2 separate regions of the Pan troglodytes genome follow, and region 1 is linked to region 2. The links are chromatin contacts, called in public HiChIP or PLAC-seq maps. All regions are on one chromosome and are shown on one strand. Each heading gives the region's core, a stretch centred on a gene start, on an enhancer-like site or on the middle of the called end of the contact. The rest is flanking DNA. Distances are from core to core; before and after follow the strand shown. Region 1 holds the start of SLC4A8 (solute carrier family 4 member 8). Region 2 holds the start of ANKRD33 (ankyrin repeat domain 33).

What was found. HiChIP or PLAC-seq counts read pairs in DNA pulled down with a chosen protein or histone mark.
Region 1: a contact with region 2 is called in an H3K4me3 HiChIP or PLAC-seq map of stem cell-derived excitatory neurons, with 7 times the contacts expected there. The contact joins the promoter of SLC4A8 here to the promoter of ANKRD33 in region 2. A contact is called at or near these places in 3 of 7 Hi-C or Micro-C datasets (blood, induced pluripotent stem cells and stem cell-derived neural progenitor cells) and 1 of 1 datasets of contacts at active chromatin or transcription factors (stem cell-derived excitatory neurons).

Annotation. Positions count from the first base shown.
Region 1 is chr10:44,439,010-44,441,709 of NHGRI_mPanTro3-v2.0_pri, reverse strand. SLC4A8 (solute carrier family 4 member 8) reads left to right here and starts at 1,376. Exons shown (of 23, transcript XM_054663326.2): 1 at 1,376-1,602. The coding sequence starts at 1,555. LOC129136535 (a long non-coding RNA gene) reads right to left here and starts at 1,250. Exons shown (of 2, transcript XR_008538304.2): 1 at 1,054-1,250.
Region 2 is chr10:43,985,353-43,988,052 of NHGRI_mPanTro3-v2.0_pri, reverse strand. It overlaps ANKRD33 (ankyrin repeat domain 33), which reads left to right and starts at 1,311. Exons shown (of 5, transcript XM_016924809.3): 1 at 1,311-1,575; 2 at 1,812-2,062; 3 at 2,311-2,440; 4 at 2,616-2,700. The coding sequence starts at 1,431.

The DNA of each region.
Region 1 (2,700 bases), core at 127-2,626, 450 kb before region 2:
GGATGTGAATTCCAGATTCAAGATGACAGGATTAGTAAAGAGATTGATGGAGTGTGTGGCAATGAACACTAAAACGCAGAGACTAGACAGGAGGCTTATACAGGACATCAGAAATACAATTCTGCTTCAGGGATACTGAAGCCCAACCTTGTTTCCAATTTCAGGACCAACACAAAGGATGGTAAGCAGGGGTGGAAACTTTTAACATGTATCAGACTACCTTCCCCAACTGTAGCTTCTTTAGGGGCTGAGAATTATTTGCAACAATTCTTCCCCTGACCCCAATTTGGACCTACCTGAAGTCTGGTATGATAGTGCATATAAAACAAAAGGCCCCATGGCCGGGTGCCATGGCTCACGCCTGTAATCCCAGCACCTTGGGAGGCTGAGGCGGGCAGATCACCTGAGGTCAGGAGTTCCAGACCAGCCTGGCCAGCATGGTGAAACCCCGTCTCTACTACAAATACAAAAAAATCAGCTGGGCGTGGTGGTGGGGACCTGTAATCCCAGCTACTCAGGAGGCTGAGGCAGGAGAATCGCTTGAACTGGATAGGCGGAGGTTGCAGTGATCCAAGAACACGCCATTGCACTCCAGCCTGGGCAACAAGAGTGAAACTTCGTCTCCAAAAAAAAAAAAAAAAACCAAAAAAAACCCAAAAGATACCTTTCTTTTTCTTGAGGAGAGAGGGTTGCTTCGATTTTAGCCAGCCTCTCTTTTCTTATAAATCCAAATCAAATTTAATGCATTATTCATGATATTCTAACCTTGTGTTAGGTCAGTAGTTCTGTTGCTAAATAATAATTTGCCTTAGATCATTTCCTGGAAAAGTTCGAAGCCTTTTTGTGGAATTGCTTCAACAGTCATCCTTAGCTCAACCCTGTCCGTGTGTTTTGCTTCTGACTTGAGACTCAAGAAGAAGACCTAAGTCATAGTGAGACTGTGAGGGGGCCTGACACTGCCTGCCTTCTTCAATTTAATGCTCTTTAATCTGGCCATTAGCTCAAGGAAAAACAATTAATTTTAGAAGGCCCTCTCCCCTCATCCGCAATTACCTCCTCCTGCAATCGCGAAGGATGTTTCCCCGGAATTTAAACATCATCTCCCAAGGAATGAAATCAGAATAGGCAAAACCGACACTTTCCCAGTTTTCAAGGGTCAGGTGCAGCTGCAAATAGAAGCAGAGATTTTCTAGCAAGCAGTTGGAAGGACCTTCACGCCCAGAGGCCCCTGAAGGGAGGGAGGCGGTTTCCAAGGCAACCGGGCCCGGGAGCGGTTGGCTCCCCGGCTCCTCCCCCTCCCCGCGGTAGCCCAGGGTACCGCCGGACAGCGTCCTCCCGTGCTCCGCGCCCTGATTGGCTGCGCAGGCCTCTCGCTGATTGGTTGCGGCGGATGCCTCGCGGGCCGGTGGCTATGGAGGCGGCGGCGGTTGATGGTTGACCGTTGGCTCCGGGGTAGGGGTCGCCGTTCGAGTGATCTGCTCAGATCCGACCAGAGGGCGCGGGCTGCTGATGCTTGGCTTGGAGCCCGTGGGGGAGACCTAGTTCGGCTCCGCCATGCCGGCCGCCGGGAGTAACGAGCCGGACGGCGTCCTCAGCTATCAGGTAGGGCCCCGCCTCCCGCGCCTCCCGCTCCTCCCCGGGGCGCAGCCTCCTCATCCTCTGCCCACCCTCCTTCCTTCTGCCCCCGAGCCCAGGCTTCCCAGGCCGCTCCCTGAGGGCGAGGGGAGGCCAGCCCGGGACACCAGGGGGCGCTCCGGGCGGTTGGGGACCAGGCCAGGGCTGCGAGAGAGTGACCTTGGGCCAAACCTGGGATCTGGCCCATCTCTGCCGCATCCCTTGCGCCGCCCGCCCAGGAGCCCTGACAGCCGGCGGGCGGCGACCTCTTGTCCTCCTCGCGTCTTTCTGTTGGAAGGGGCCGGCGTCTGGCCTCGCGTTGTCCTGCCAGAACGTGGGCAGAAAGGGTAGCAGGGACCTTGCTCTGGTGGGGCACGTCTTCTCTTTGTGTTTTTATTTCTGGGGGTTCCTGGTTCCTCAGTGGTTCAGAGGAAAAGCCAGAAAAGACTCTGGAGGCTGGGACCAATCCCTGATAGGGTGACCCGGTTTGTGACTCCCTCTGCCCCATTGAACAGACACCTGAAAACTTCTGGGTAGGGACTGCAAACTGGGCTGAGGATGTGTGGAGGGGTCAGGAACAGGTGCTTATTTAAGGGAATTAAAAAACCAAGGTTAAGTAACTGGTATTAGAACTGTTGGGGCGGCTAATGTAAGGAAAAGCATTGGACTAAGTGTTAGAGTCTGTAGTTTGAAATCCTACCTCTGCCTCACACAAACTTTGTGACCTTGAGTAAGTCACTTGCCTCTTTGAACCTCAGTTTCCCCAGCTATTAAAATGGGAATAGTTATGTCTTTTTTGTTTGCTTCACAGGGTTGTTTTGAGGATCAGACGAAGTGCTGTTTGTGAAAGGGCTTTGTGGAGTAATGTTTATTGTGTGACACTTAGTGAATGAGTGGCAGCCCACTGAATTCTCACTCCCCGTTTCCTGTGCAATCAGATGGTGTGGTTTCTGCCTTGGAAAGAGGGCTGGAAGAGGAGGCAAGTCTGAAGTACAGGGCTCTGAAGAGGGTAATGGGCCATCTCAGGGAGGATGACACGTCTTGGAAACAAGTGCCATGTTGACCTCAGGGATGGTTTCCCGGAGG
Region 2 (2,700 bases), core at 62-2,561:
AAAAGTTAGACAGGCGTGGTGGCACACACCTGTGTGCCTCCGAGGAGCTCGTAGCTTCTCAGGAGGCTGAGGTGGGAGAATCACTTAATCCCAGGAGTTTGAGGCTGCAGTAAGCTATGATCATGCCACTCCACTCCAGCCCAGGTGACAGAGTAAGACCCTGTTTCTAAAAAGAAAAAAATAAAATAAAAACACACAAATCAATACTATCTTTTTCAATGAAATGTACATTTTCAAGGATATACAAGTGCCAGTTGGTAAAGGGTAGAGGGGAATGGGATGTGGGGATTAAGGGTGAAAGAGAGAAACTAAAGAAAGTAAAACAAAACAAGAGAGAGGTCTTGTACAGTCTGATGATGGGAGTGATACCAATGGGGGAATATCATTGGCTCCATTTTCTACATCTGTGGACCAAGACCAATCCATCAAGCTTAATATGTAATATAAATATTAAAGAATATTTTGATAACAATTTATCATTATATTAACAAATCATTTAATTTAAATATTTCATATTTAATTTATCACACTGAAACTAATCTATTAAATTTCATACATCATAATTTCTGGCCAATCCCTCCCTCACTACTGCCTGCCGCACTTTGTGCCCCGACTGCCCACCTGCACTAGACACATAATGTCTGTACTCACAATTTTGTTTGTTTGTTTGTTTGGTTTTTTGAGAAGGAGTTTCGCTCTTGTTGCCTAGGCTGGAGAGCAATGGTGCGATCCCGGCTTACTGCAACTTCTGCCTCCCGGGTTCAAGTGATTCTCCTGCCTCAGCCTCCTGAGTAGCTGGGATTACAGGCGCCCACCACCAAGCCCAGCTAATTTTTGTATTTTTAGTAGAGACAGGGTTTTGCCATGTTAGCCAGGCTGTTCTTGAACTCCTGACCTCAGATAATCCACCCGTCTTGGAATCTCAAAGTGCTGGGATAACAGGCGTGAGCCACCGGGCCCAGCTCTATACTCATAATTTGACAATTATGTTTTTATTTCCCCAGAACCTCAAAAAATAAGTTCAGGTGACCCCTGGAGACCCCACCCCAGGGTCATTCTGAGAGTACCAACCCTATTTAATGAGATACCTGCATTCACTCACACCCTCTCCCACAACCACCCCTTCAGCAAGTCGCGCTCCACCTAATGAGGAGGGGCTTTAGGCTGGGCCTGAAAAGCTGGGCCGAGACCCCACGAGGCTGCATCTCCGCCGGCGTCCCCAAGGCTGAGAGTGGGCGCGTCCGTCAGGAGGAGTCGTCTTTGTGAGCCCGCCCCGGCGGGGAGGAGCTGCCCGGCTCAGGCCCCGCCCACCCGGAGGATCTTGGGGCTGGTCTGAGTCCGCTCCCGAGACGTGACCACCCGCCCCGCATGGGGCCCCAATCCCAGCTGCTTGATCCGGCTCAGCCCCGAGGTGTTTGCAGCAGCTCTTTATGAAAGTCCAGCCATCTGTTACCTGCGTTGCTTCCTGGGGAGGGATAGTCCACCTGGAGGCATTCGGAGACCCAGTGATTGTGCTCCGCGGAGCCTGGGCTGTGCCCCGCGTTGACTGCCTCATAGATACCCTACGAACCCCAAGTAAGAAAAGACGACGACCCTCTCTCCGTGAGTCTCACTGGGGTGCTGACCTAGAGTGAACCCTGCTTGCTTAGGGCTCCTGACCCAGCGCTTGTCCTTTCTCAGGGTGGATGGGGCGAGATCCCTGCTGGGATAAATGTTTTCCCTGGGGCAAGGGCTGTGCACTTCGCAGCTGCTGGGTCCCCTCCCTAGGATCCAGGGAGACACTCACTACTCCTCTCCATTCTGTGTTTTAGATGCCAGCTGCATGAGAAGAGGGACTCACCTTCTGGTTCCCTGCCTGGAAGAGGAAGAGCTGGCATTGCACAGGAGATGGCTGGACATGTCTGAGGCACTGCCCTGCCCGGGCAAGGAGACCCCCACCCCAGGCTGCAGGCTGGGGGCCCTGTATTGGGCCTGTGTCCACAATGATCCCACCCAGCTCCAAGCCATACTGGATGGTGGGGTCTCCCCAGAGGAGGCCACCCAGGTGGACAGTAATGGGAGGGTGAGATGTCCTGGCTTCCCAGAACAGCTGAGGGTATCTTTACATCCCCACCACACCGTCCTGGCCTGGCTCCCTGAGAGGGGTTCAGGGGCAATACTTCCTGCAGTCCTAAGGAGGAAGGGAATGGTTAAGGGTGGGTCTTCACAGGGTTTGGGGCAGGCTCTGGGACAGATATGGGTTTAGAGGGTGCAAGGGGCCCTGGGGTGGCCCAGGGGGAAAGCAGGGGATCTGAGCTGCCCCTCCCTCAGACAGGCCTCATGGTTGCATGCTACCACGGCTTCCAGAGTGTTGTGGCCCTGCTCAGCCACTGTCCTTTCCTTGATGTGAACCAGCAGGACAAAGGAGGGGACACGGCCCTCATGTTGGCTGCCCAAGCAGGTGTGAGGCTGCTGCACCCCACTTCCGACAGCCCCCTTTTGATGCAGACAGGGCCTCAGCCCCACCCTTGTTGCACGGTGTTCTACACCAGACTCTGTCATGCTGGGTGGAGGGTGGTTTGGGAGCTTCATCACCCCCTTTCCTGGGGACCAAGCTTACCCTTGATGCCCTGCAGGCCACGTGCCTCTGGTGAGTCTCCTGCTCAACTACTATGTGGGCCTGGACCTGGAACGCCGGGACCAGCGGGGGCTCACGGCGTT